Linked DNA regions of Sus scrofa: region 1 is linked to region 2. A link is a contact called in public HiChIP or PLAC-seq data. All regions are on one chromosome and are shown on one strand. Each heading gives the region's core, a stretch centred on a gene start, on an enhancer-like site or on the middle of the called end of the contact. The rest is flanking DNA. Distances are from core to core; before and after follow the strand shown.

Region 1 (7,125 bases), core at 3,049-5,548, 140 kb after region 2:
ACTTTTAACAGGAAAAAAAGTCTCAGTGGCATCATGCAAACTCAGAACTCGTGGCGTGCACCTTTCGTTCTGGCGACAGCTAGAATCACATACTTGGGGGAGTTTCCCTGTTATTATGCGATGTCTTTGTGACCCGGGGGTGAGGGGTTCACAAGGAAGATAGGAGTACAGTTTGCATGTCTCTCAGATTCTAGCGGCATCTAGAAAGAGCCAGGGCGGGCTCTGGGCTTGTCAGCACCTCCTCAATGGAACGCATTTTCATGTTTTTCTCAGCATGGGCTTGACTTGAACAATGAATCCAGAAAAGGGGGGGGAGTGGTAATAAATCACAAACAATCAAAAGCAAGAGAGATGGCCTCTGACTCTGTCACCGGAGCTCTTCCATCTCGCCGGCCTGTCATCGATAGGCTAACTGAAAGCACTCAGAAGATGCTGGAGGCAGCTAAACCCTAGAGACCAAGGCTTTCAGAAGCCTCCTTGCAGCTTCCTTGTCAAGAGTCAAGGCTGCAGCCCTGGACCGAGGAGTTGGGGGCGGGGGGAGCTCTTAGGCCGGGGTTGGGAGGACAAATGAGAGAGCCAAGAGGTGGTGGTCAGGCAGGGCAGAGTGGAAGAGCAGCGAGCCCAAGCCTTGCCTGGCAAATGGGTCTGCCCGGGGCTGGAGGAGGGGCGGGGGAGCGCCTGGAGAGAGCCCCTGGGTCTCATCGATGGGAAAGGCATTTTAATAATTAACCAACGCGAAAAGGCTTGGAGTCAGTAATGCGACCCTCGCTTTTGGAGACCATGCCTCAGGAGCCTGAAGCCGCACTATAGGCTCCCCAGCCAGTGAAGGCTGAGAAGGGTGTGGGAAAACACATGGAACTCTTGGAACCAAATGAAACTTACGACCAGGTCCATTTAAGGCACCTTTGATGAGAGCCATGCTTCTACGCTGGGTGTGTTCAAGGCGCAAACGGAAAAGAGTTCTCCTAAATTACTGAAATTAGCAAGTCCGAGACAAACCTAATTTGAGTTTTTCTCGTCTCGCTTTGTTAATACTCCTCCAGTATCTATGATCAACACAATATTGAGTTTTTCTTTCCCTCCCAGATATTGACTGAAATAATCAGATAGACACTCTCATGTGTAAAAGATAAAGACGCTTGGTCCAAGGATATTTATTTTAGCCCAATCTTCATGTCCTTCCACAGTTCAAGACACCTGGAGGTTTCTTGTTTTTGTTCTGTTTTTGCATTTTAGGGGCACATGGACGTTCCCAGACTAGGGGTCTCATGAGAGCTACAGTGGCGGGCCTTCAGCCATGCCAGATCCCTAAGGCACTGAGCAAGGCCAGCGATGGGACCCTCGTCTTCATGGATACTAGTCAGGTTTTTCACCTGCTGAGCCACGATGAGAACTTTTTTTTTTCCTTCTTTTTTTTGAGGGCCACTAAAATCAAGTTCTTTGGAGGCAGACGGATGGTATAGGGAAGAGAGGATTGTTTTAATCCCCACTCTGCCCTTTATCAGCTGTATGATGTTAGACACTGTAACCAGGCTTTCGAGCCGTGAGTCATCTAAGTGAAGATGGATAACAGCCAGCAGGAAAGATGGGGAAGCACTGGCATGGAGACAGAAGGAGATCAAGGAGAGTGTGACACACAGAAGCGAAGAAAGTGTTTTTAGAAAGAGGGAGTGGTCCACCATGATGAACGTTGCTGCAAAGACGGGCAAGAGATGCTTCCACTGTCTGGCAACATGAAACCAAGATTTCTTTTTCTTTTCTTTGTCTTTTCTTGGGCCACACAGCATATGGAGGTTCCCAGGCTAGGGGTCAAATCAGAGCTGTAGCCGCTGGCCTGCACCACAGCCACAGCAACGCTGGACCTACACCACAGCTCATGGCAACTCGGGATCCTTAACCCACTGAGCAAGGCCAGGGATCGAACTTGCAACCTCATGGTTCCTAGTCAGATTTGTTAACCACTGAGCCACGATGGGAACTCCTGAAACCCAGATTTCTAAGTTGTTCTTGGTCCATCATTTCAAGACCAGAAAGATAACACCTTTGATTACTGTGTGGTTTCCCGGGACTTCTTTCCAGGTCTCATCTGTGTAGTACAACAAAAATCTGAGGACAGATTCTCACAAGTCTGGTTCTTCCTTTCACTTATTTTGAGGCTCTCCGTGCCCATTTAAGGGAGGATTCTAGGGAAGGAGAGGAAACTAAACCTAGACTATGTAACTTGGGATCGGTTCAGAAACATTTCCTCTTCACGGTCAGTGCATCGGATAACAATATTTTCTATAGTGATGTGCAACAAATCTTTCAAATGCAGTCATTTCACGGTTAGCCTAAATTTAGGCAAACACAATTTCTGAATACTAAGAAAAACAAATGCCATAATAAGCCTTCTAGCACAGGGGTCTAAAAATAGTGTATTCCTTCTCCCAGCTCCACACACAAAGGACAAGCTCTTGGACATTAGAAGCACCACCAAGTCTAGAGCTAACGCTCTCTGCACATGTGTACGGATTTCCCACTGTCCTTCTGACTGCTTATAAGCTGGGAACTTATTTCATCAAGTAATGTTATTACTATTATTATTCTTATTATTTTTGCTTCTTAGGGCCACACCTGCAACATGTGGAAGGTCCCAGGCGAGAGGTCAAATCGGAGCTGCAGCTGCCGGCCTACACCACACCCAGCAATGCCAGATCCGAGCCACATCTGTGACCTATGCCGCAGCTCACGGCCAGGCCGGATCCTTGACCTGGGGAGCCAGGGCTTGAACCTGTGTCTTCGTGGATACTGGTCGGGTTCCTTACCTGCTGAGCCACAACGGGAACTCCAAGGAATGTTAATTATAATGCCCCTAACTCCACCAAAGGACTAGGGGCATGCAGAACGGGAGGCTTCCAAAGGACTTGGGGAATGGAAGCATCGAGCCTTGAGAGCTGACGGGATTGGCCTAGTTACAGCTCGCACATAAGTGTGCTCCCGCAGCAGCCACCTTAAAACAAACCTCTCTGATCTTCATCTACCTCCCCTTCCGGCACAACTTCTCTCACACAGTCCACACCCAGTGTCTCTGCTTCCTGATCTCCCCTCACTCGTCACTTCGATCTAGCTCCCTTCTCCACAACTCATGAATACATGCATGCCCGTCAAGGTCACCAGCATCCTTTGCAGGGCCCACACTCACTCCAGGGCCCCTTCTCTCCCTCCCCGTCCCACGGCCCTCGGCAGCATCCAACATCCCATTCCCATCTTCTTGACTCACTTTCTTTTCTTTCTTTTCTTTTCTTTTTTTTTAATTGTTATTTTCCCAATACAATTTTTGACTCACTCCCTTTCCTGACTTCCAGGACTCCTGGCACCTGGGTTCTCTCTGCACTGATTTCCCCAGCTCCTCCGCTGGCTCCGCCTCTTCCTCCCAACCTCTTCTCCCACCTTCTTCTTTCCCAGTGATTTTACCAGGCTTGGGATTGTCAGTAGCCATAGGCTGAATGTCCCCATTTTTTCCAGTGAGCTCCTGACTTGTAAACCCCACTGAGTTCTCAATAGTTGAGTATCTATTTGGCACGTCAACCTTAACACATGCCGAATGGGAATCTTGATTCTTCCCTCCAAAGCCTGCTCCACCCGGAGTCTGTACCATCTCACCACATGGCACCGCCATCTGTCTGCCCAGCTGCTCAAGTCAAAAGCCTAGAAGTCATTCTGGACACTTTCAGTTGCCTCCTCTCCACACTCAATAGACCAAAGACCTGCCAGTCCCACTGCCAAAACTTGTCTTAAATAGGTTGGCTTCTCGTGTCTGTCCTGTGACCAGCAGGACTGGAAGCGTGACCGTCTACTGCCACGTTCTAACCCATCTCCTTGCTTTTTGTCTGCTGCCCGCAGAGCAGGGATCCTTCCCTGCTGAAGGCCCTGGGCGGCTTCCAGTTGCACTTGGGGGAAGGCTGGAAGCTCCAGCGCCTGCCTGCCTCTCCCTGCTCTTCCTACCACGCTGCCCTCCTCTCTGTCCCTCCAGCACCAGCATGCCAAGCCGTGTGCCTCCTGCCTTAAGGCCTTGGTGCTCTACAGAGAGGCATCCTCCTTGCTGTCAATCTCTGTGCTCCCTTCACACCGCTTCTTACCACCTGTCACTAGCCGTGCATGCAAGAGGGGCCCAACTGACCGCGAGTTGCATGAGAGCAGGGACCCTGTGCACGCTGGCCGTGGGTGTGGCCATCCCGCTGGCTGAGTGACCGGATGTGTGAACAGTGGCGCTGGGTGGGGCAGGCAGGGCTCCTGGCTCTGGCTTTCCTAAACAATGGATGAGTCAGCCACAGCAGCAGTTAGCGTGAGAGGGGGGACTTCTTCGTGGGAAGAGCGGCCACACCCTGGCTGCCGGGCAGCACAGAAGGACTGGTCGGCCTCGCTGGGGTCAGGCTGGGCCCGCATTTCCCTCAGACTCCAGCCTTAGGGGGAAGCCACCTCTGTGTGTGTGTGTGTGTGTGTGTGTGTGTTGCAGGGGGGTGTTGTTTATTAAAAATAAACAACAGAAGCAAAATCCATGCAGGCGGGCTTCTGCCCAGGAATTGGCCTTCAGGACAGCCATCTAAAAAGAGGGGTGACTCCTGGATGGCCGCCTTCCCACCTGTCTGACCACCGAGTCCAAAGGCTGGGCTCCAAGCAAGAGGGGGCAGGAGGGAAGCTTCTGTTGCCATGGCAACTGCAGTGCTCCTGGGGCCTAGGCTTGAGGTTTCAGATAAACAACTATTTAGAGACCTGACGAGAAGGAGCAAACAGAGGAACCAAAAAAAAAAGAAAAAAAAAATGGCAAGAAGTAATCCTTAACAAGTGCTGCAGGACACACTCAGAAAATAAAACACAGGAGCTGAGAGCAGAATCCTCCCACCAGCACAGGAGTGGCCTCCTGCGGGGCTGCATCCGGAACAAAAGGCCCCATTGACACAAACATCTGTTACTACTAAACACTTAGGAATCAATATTTTCCTAAAGGTTTTTTTTCTTCCCCCCACCCCGTTTGGCTTTCAAGGGTTACTGTCTGCCAGGCTACCGGACTTTAACCTTCTCCAAGTCCGCAGCCACCACACAGAGTGACTATTACGACCTCAAGTGAAGAATGTGGTCCCGGAAACGGCCCCGTGCTTTTTTTTTTTCCTGAATAGACACCCAGGGAAAATGTCAGAAGGCAAATCCAAACCCACACCCTGAACGACTTAAAACATAACAATCCTGTCCCTGGGAGGATGAGTAATCCAGCCCAATTTAATTTTAAAAGGAAACAGCCGATTTAAGGAGATGGCCTGGATGAGGCTTGAAGGAAAGGAGGGGGGCGGGATCACGTGATGCTTTACCTCAACACCTGCATCTCCTCAGGGGAGCTCCGCACCTCGTCCCGGAGGCGACGCCAGCGCAGGCAAGCCCTCAGCTCCTGCTGCTCCTGGGCCTCGTGGGGGGCCAGCTGCTTAGACCACAGACACACAGACACATATGCACAAAACACAGTCACTGTTGTCCTCACGCAGGGTCAGAGCCGTCCCATGGAGCGGAGAGTTTTGGTTTTTTTGCAGGCGAAGAGGGGGTTGGGGGCGTCGGTGGCACAGAGGCCCCTGCCTTGCCTTGTGCCCTAGTAGTAGAGGGGTCAGAGGGCCTCTGAGGTCCGCAAACGTAGAACCAGCCCTCACCCCCCCAACCCCCGGGCCTTTTTGGGAGGCGCACACCGCCCCCCCCTCCTGGAACCTCCCCCACAACCCTACCCCCCCCAAGCCCCCACCCTCACCCTGTCCTGGAACCTCCCCTCCCACCCACACCCCTACCCACTTGGGAGAGAGAGAGAGCGAGCCTGTGAGCAGGCCTCCCCAGGGGGCCGTTTGCACTCTGGTTCCACCCAGCCCCTTCCTGCTTTGTCCTGCATCGGGTGGGAAAGGCCCCCTCCATTTACCTCCTATTCTCCCCAGCCCTCAGTTTGTCAGGGCTGTTTACAGTGGAGCCGGCTAATGTGACCCAGATGATTCTGTTTGCATAGAAGCAGAAAGGCCGAGCTGCCTGGACGCAGGCTTGGGGAAAGAGACGGCCTTGCTCCCTGCCCTGCTGGTCAGAATGGGCTGCCCTCCTCCACGTGCTCTTGAGGCCCCCACGGCTGTACCCTCCACAGGGGAGGGCAGCAGCGTGCCCACTGGGGAGGGAAAGGGCTGCATCCACAGGCATTTCTGGAAATTAAAGCTCCCTAATAGTTCCCTTGACAGTTACTTACTGATGCTCCGCCAGGCCCTGGGGACAAAATGGACACAGCTTCCTGAAGAGTCCAGATAAGAACACTAACGGTCAAAATGTAGTGACAGGGCAGTTCCTGTTGTGGCTCAGTGATAATGAACCCAACTAGTAGTATCCATGGGAATACAGGTTCAATCCCTGGCCTTGCTCAGCGGGTTAAGGATCCGGCGTTGCCGTGAGCTGTGGTGTAGGCCGGCAGCTGCAGCTCTGATTCAACCCCTAGCCTGGAAACTTCCATATGCCACAAGTGTGGCCCTAAAAAGATGGAAAAAAAAAAATGCAGTGATGACAGGGAAGAACCCCGATGCTCCCTGGCCCATCAGGGTGGTAGGAAGGCTTTCCTGAGGAGGTGATGGCACCTGAACCGGTCCCCAGGGACAGGGGAGTCGTCCAGGGGAGGAGGAGTTTCAGGAGGAAGGAAAGCATGTGCCAGGCTCATGGGGCCTGAAAAGAGTGTGACATGTTTAGAAAACGGTGAGGGATAGGGTCAGGCAGGGAGCAAGATGCCATCCAGGGAGGGACAGAGGTACCAAACAGCCAGCAGAGGCCAGGTGACCAATGAACCTTGTGTGCCCTGTTGTTAGAGGCTAAATTGTCTCTCCCCAACACATATCACACAAGTTGAAGCCCTCATCGCCAGTGTGACTGTGTTTGGAGACCGGGCCTTTCAGGAGGTAATGAAGGTTAAATGATGTCAAAAGGATGGGGCCCTACAGAAGACCTGAATAGACATTTCTCCAAAGAAGATAACACAGATGGCCAAGAGGCATATGAAAAAATGCTCAAATAATCACTAAGTATTAGAGAAATGCAAATCAAAACTACAATGAGGTACCACCTCACACAGGTGAAAATGGCCAC
Region 2 (6,185 bases), core at 299-2,798:
CCATCGTGAAATAGTCGCAGTTCACAGAAACTACCCTTTGGGTCTAAAGGAAATTCCGAAATGAGCATCAGAGCCGTCAGACTGCTGTGTTCCCATGACTGCACCTTCTACCTGTGGACTTCAAATAAATGCTATGCTGCTATTTTTCTTTTCCAACAAACCCTGAGTTCTCTTACTGACAATGTATTCAAATCCATGCCCTCCCTGAAATGTGTAAAAAACCCACCAGGGAAGGCAGCCAGTTTACAAGGTTTTCAAGGGCTCTTCCACCTGAAGCAGAGGAAAATCAGTCAGGAGGGGAAAGGCCTGCAAGGTTGGATGTTTTTCCATTTGCAGTCAACCTTGAAAGTGTCCTTTTCAGAGCAGAATGCAGCCAGATGCTGGCGTGGCTTCTCTGTGTACTACTGGTAAAACAGGTTTGTCCTTGCTTACCAACCCGCTTCCTGAGATTTACTTGCTACTGCTACTTGAGTTTGCAATTCCTTCTTTTTCTTCCATGTGAAGCATTTTGTTTTCACCTCACTCAAGGTGACATTCTTTGGCACCTTGGGAAAATACAGCTGGCTCACGGTGGCCCCAGAGGTAGTTAACTATGTTCTAGCCATTCCACTCTGGGTTCTAACCACTCTGGGTTCAGAGACTTTTTTAGATGAGACGAAAAAGTTGCCTTTTGTGGTCAATTGCTGCTTTAGAGCACTGGTTCTTAACCTGGATGACTCTATCTCCCAGGAGACGTTTAGCGATGTCTGCAGGCATTTTCAGTTGCCAAAACTGGGGTAAGGAAGCAGGGAGAGGATGCTTTTGGCATCTCATGGAAAAAGGCCTGGGATGCAATATATCCTACAATGCACAGGGAGCTCCCGCCCCAAAGAATTATCTGCTCCTATGTCCAAAATGCCAGGTTGAGATAACTTGATTTAAAGCACCATCCCCCCCCCAAAAAAAAACTCTCCCAAGCCCCCAGATCAAGAATTCTGTGACCAGATGCCCAAGTGCTCTTAACACTACTTTCTTCTCTTTCTCTCTGCTGAGAGCCAGCAGTCCAGTCCAGGCCACTGCCATGCAGACAAGGAAAATGGGGCTCCTGAAGGTACGTGACTTTTAAGTGGCCACCAGCCATTTGGGGACCTGGGACCAAGTTCAGCTTGTTGCTAGGTCAATGACTCAGCCAGTACCAGGAAGAGTGGTAGCCGTGAGCAGAGACTGGGTGCCAGGGGAAGACAGATGCAGCACCCACTCTTTCGACCCCAAACTCACCTAAGGGGTCTCTTCCTTTCAACCAACACATCTTCCCCCAATACTGGGAGGGGATGACCTGGTGCTGATGGTGGCCTCTCCCTGAAAATTAATCTTCTGGCTCAACCTACCAACTGAGACATCAGAGCAGAGCATGGCACCACGGGGACTTTTCTGACTAACACGCACCACTCCCATCTAAGCCAGATGAGGCGGTGAGTTCCTGTTTGTTTCTGGATTTTCTGAACATTCATCTGAGGCGTCCCAGTTTCGAAATGTTCCACCGGAGTCTGTGGAAATAAGGTTGCTTCAAGGTCAGGCATGGGGCTCTTGAGGAAGAAAGGTCACAGGGCCAAGTTGCACAGAAGCCTCACCCCAGTACCATGGGAGAGCTATTTTTACAGCTTAAGAGACTTGCTGAAACTCATTTTTAAAAGGGTTTCAGAAAACAGCTTCTGTTCCAAGAATCAGTTGTCCAATATTTAAAAACCTTTATGGCTCTCTATTTGAACCGATCTGCTCAGAAACTACAGACGATGCATTTCTATGAACTAAGTTTCCTTCAGTCCATTTTCTCACCTGGGAGAGCAGCCCAGGATATGGCTGGAGGTTTGACTCCAGAGGTGGCACACGGTTGACTCCTGTAGTTAAGTGTTGGTTTCTAGGCTAAGGAATGCAAATATTCCTTCTCCAGCGACCTTCTTTTCAGACAAGAGTGCCACCCAAGAGGCAAGGCACAAAATGGCCTGAGAGGACACGTGTTACTGTGCCCGGCTTAGGATATTTGCGCTCACGCATTTTTCCTTTAAGATTCTGAACACACGGGGCAGACCTGTGTATTCCCACCACCCACAAGGCAGGCACATCAGCAACTCTGTGCCCCTGACATGCCAACAGCTGGTCACCATCACCATCAAGCTGGTCATCATGCTCAGAAATCCTGACCAACAGAACAGACATCCCGGGAACACAACTGATACACAAAAGCAACACAACTAATACAAATGTGGAGCAACACAGAAAGAATCAAATAAAATAAAAGAATGAAAGAATTAAAATAAACCTCCCAGGGGGCCAGTGTCAGTTCCCCCACCACCACCACTGAGAAGGAAGATGGGAGGGGACAGGGGCAGGGGGGAGGTGATGGCAAAGACGCTAAAATGACTACTGAACAGAAAGAAGGATCGGGGGCCACCCTAGCGCAGGCTTCTTGCACCACGGAGGCTCCCAGTACTTTCCAGAACATGCCGTTTTGCCAATAAGCGATGCGCTGGGCAATGAGGGGCTTAGACGAGCTAGGGAAGGGGTGGCCTCGCCCTCTCGAAAAGTGACTTCACATCTGTGCTTTTGGGAAGAGTGAGGGGAGCCTTTCTGTACCTCTTAAGGATGAGGAATAAAGCCCCCATTGCCAGGGGCACTCCCGGCTGCTGCGCACAGACGCCCAATTCAACAGCACAGTCCCGGCGCCTGGGGCAGCACCCTGAACAGGGTGTTGGGGCCTTAACTCGCATTTGCTCCCTGCCAGCAAAATAGCTCCAGGGCCACGTCCCACTGCAACCACTCCACACACAACCTGCCACATGCCAGTATCTTCAGCCATGTTTCAAATGACTACTATTTATTCCACATTAGCAAGCTCTGATAACAACTGAAAGGGACGATCCTGCTATGTTTGGTCAAGAAGCAGCACCTAGAACAGAGTCAGAATCCTCATTTTTCCACCAAATAACAAATCTTTCTCCCATGAAATGTTCTGTCACTTAAGATAAAGGCAGATGGCTAGTCAACAAAATTCCTGCTAATCAGTGTCACAATAAATCACATTTAACTAATAAAGTTTCTAGAAAACACCCTGGTTGGTCAAAATCCTGTTGCTTTTCTGGTTCTGAGTGACATTTCAAGGCAACCTCACAGTGAGCTAAGCCGTCAGTGTAACTGACCACATGCCGGGGCCCCAGAGGGCCTGGGAAGGGGCAAGGCAGTGGCACATGGTCAGGCCTCAGGGCCTCCCCTGATCTGGGCCCTGTGCCCCCCTGACCTCAACCCGAGGTCCCAAAGTAGGGGTCAACCAGCTCCAGAGGGGGCAGGCCAAACGGGCCCACAGCTAGTAGGAGTGGGGTGGACGTCTTAGAATAGTTTTAAAAAGGAACAGCACCAAGAAGAATTATCTTGAGATGTGATAATTATATGAAATTCAAGTTTCAGGGACCATAAACACCTTTACTGAAACAAGGCACGTCTGTTCGTGTACATGCTGTCACGGCAGCTTTGGAGCCACAGCAGCAGAGGGGACTAGTTAGTTGTGGCAGAAACTGTACGGCCTAAGCTATCAAAATCTGCTCCTTTACAGAAAAACTTGGCTGACCCCCTATGCCATGTTCAGACTCCTGTACCTGTTGTCACCTCCGTATGGAAACCAGCCCTGACCCTTGGCTTTACATGGCCAACTCATTCCTGTCCTTAGGTGCTGGCTCGAATGTCACATTCTCTTTGTGGCCTTTCCTGCACTCTACCTGGAGACACCCAGCCCATGTCACCAGTACTCTCCTTTGCTGCTCTTTATCTGAGGCTGTCCTGTTCATTTACGTATGAGCTGTCTTTCCAAAATACAAACTTCCTGAGGTTGACCCTCGCCACTGCTGCATCCCTGGTGCCTGGCAGAGTTAAGCATCCGTGAACCGCACGAATGCTGGGCACGCTAGCTACTCAAACCGAGCAGAGCTTTCCTCAGGCCTCAGTCTCTCATCACCAAAGAACCACATCTGAAGAGACTGCCCAGGCTTTGGGCATCGTGGTATATTTTGTGAGATTGAAAAACAAGCAACCAAAATAAAACTTGTTGTATTTCTCAAAGGTTTAAGAAGTTATATATAACAAGCAAGTTGAGCTGTAAGTTAAGAACAGGATGTGCTTTATGTTTATGCCAAGAGGAAGGGGTGGGGGCGGGGGAAACAGGGTCTCCCACCTCCCGGCTTCTGGACGAGGAGGGACAGGTGCCCGGCACCTGCTTTGATCCTCCCGCCTCCGTCTGTCCACTGCCTGCCCGTCACTGAGGCCTGGCATTTCAGTGGTATTCAGCTCTGATTAAAGCATAACCTCATGCCTATAAATAGAGCCCTCCTTTAAACACTAATTAAAAATAACAGGCTGGCATTTGGAAACTCCTATAAACAAAAATATAAAGAGCTGAAGTAAACAGTAACAGTTGCACATTTCATCTATGCTCAGATGGGTTAAAAAAAAAACTACATATGTCTTCTCTCTCTTTTTTACATTAAATCCTAAATTTTACGTTAAGGGCTTAAAAATGTATAACAAAGTCCATCTTACCATCTTTTAACCTAACAACAAGCCGGCTTTTCTCGATGTACTCCCTTTTAACAATGGCAAGATTAATCTGAATAATATTTAACCCACGGAGTCTAAAGTATCATTTTGACAAGGCGATCAACAAGAAAAAATTACTGGGGTATTTTGCTTCCTCTTTCTATCCTCTGGGTTCAATATCCACCATGCATTTCATAGCATCTCTCAATGTGAAGCAGCCACATACCAAGTGCTCAACGGCCACATGTGCCTGACGGCTGCCATCATGAACTGCACAGTTTTTACATATTCAGTAATTCTCTAAACACAAATCCAACTTACCTGCGTTTTAGGAGTTCTATATAAAACAGCTTTTCTGACTGCGTGCTTAAGTCTTTACTTCAGATGACTAAATACACTGCATAGTATTTTCCAGGTTTAAAAAACCCTGCAACTTGTCTTAGGATTCACACTGCATTCTTCACCATAAGCTAAAAGATATTAAGGACCACGTCAAATTGCTTTCCCATAAGCATCCAATTTTGCTTTTCAAACCACGGCTGTTAGCTTTAGTTTTCATTTCCTTTCCACATGGCTCCTTTCCTGTCCTAACTGAATGCTACCAAGAAGCACTGGCACATCTGAGCCAAGTTTCCTTAAGCATGCAACAGGACGGCACCACCATCGTGCATAAGATGACCCGCCTGAGTTCACAATTCAAAAACACTCAATTCAACCCGCCTATGCATTCCTTGAAGAGGCGTCTGTCCACCTTGGTGATTTAAGAAGAAAGAGGGGGAAAAACTCAGGACCTCATGCCCTGGCAATGACCGGGATCAGAGGCCCCCCACTGGAGCAAGCACCCCCAGAGAAGCAGTTCACCCTATGCCTCAAGTACGGCTCTTCACTGGTAAGCACACAGCACGGGTGTGGTTAATGGAAGAGCAGTTCCAACAGGTGGGGACTCAAGGGGACCATCATTCTTCACCCACGGGGAGGGCCCACAATTTAAGTCGAGGGCGTTCCTTGTTACCTCTGCATCCTGCTCCGGGAGGTGGTATGTCCGCTCAAGGCGTTGCAGGGTTCGAGGGTTCAAGGTCGTCTGCTCTAAGAGATGCTCCAGAAGCAAGAGCAGCTGGTCTGGAAGAAGCTGAGGGCAAAAACGAACAGCCCGTGAAGATGCCGTGCAGCTTTTGAGAAATTACACCCAAACGTTCAGACCGAAGACAGCAAATCAAGGGTAACTTGGGCACTTCCAGCCGCTGTCTGAAACACAGGAAGGCTGCTGACTTGACTCTGGTAAAACCTCAAGGTTTATTTATCTACTTATTTTTGTCTTTTTAGGCCCGAACCCATGGCACATGGAGGTTCCCAAGCCAAGGGTCGAATTGGAGCTGCAGCTGCAGGCCTACACCACAGGCTCCAAGCCAGGTCTGTGACCTAAACCACAGCTCAAGGCCTACGCCACAGGATCCTTAACCCACTGAACGAGGCCAGGGACCAAACCTGAATCCTCATGGATACCAGTCAGATTCATTTCCGCTGAGCTACGACGGGAACTCCAAAACCTCAAGGTTTACAGTGTATCCCCAAAGACTCTGCTTTCTGGGGCCTCATTAAGCCCTATTTTCCATGTCATTTCT

The links. HiChIP or PLAC-seq counts read pairs in DNA pulled down with a chosen protein or histone mark.
Region 1: an H3K27ac HiChIP or PLAC-seq map of alveolar macrophages shows a contact between it and region 2. The contact joins two enhancer-like sites. A contact is called at or near these places in 2 of 47 Hi-C or Micro-C datasets (epiblast stem cells and mesenchymal stem cells) and 1 of 2 datasets of contacts at active chromatin or transcription factors (alveolar macrophages).

The regions. Positions count from the first base shown.
Region 1 is chr10:27,235,468-27,242,592 of Sscrofa11.1, forward strand. It overlaps C10H9orf3 (aminopeptidase O), which reads right to left. Exons shown (of 19, transcript XR_002336299.1): 7 at 5,346-5,452. Among named protein-coding and RNA genes, the nearest start is that of MIR23B, 160 kb to the left of the region's middle. Within about 2 kb of position 4,299, at least 50 of the 83 cell types and tissues checked have an H3K27ac peak or open chromatin away from gene starts, as enhancers often do. A contact at or near this core is called in alveolar macrophages, where this site is marked.
Region 2 is chr10:27,097,728-27,103,912 of Sscrofa11.1, forward strand. C10H9orf3 (aminopeptidase O) reads right to left here. Exons shown (of 19, transcript XR_002336299.1): 15 at 5,576-5,692. Among named protein-coding and RNA genes, the nearest start is that of MIR23B, 21 kb to the left of the region's middle. Within about 2 kb of position 1,549, at least 15 of the 83 cell types and tissues checked have an H3K27ac peak or open chromatin away from gene starts, as enhancers often do. A contact at or near this core is called in alveolar macrophages, where this site is marked.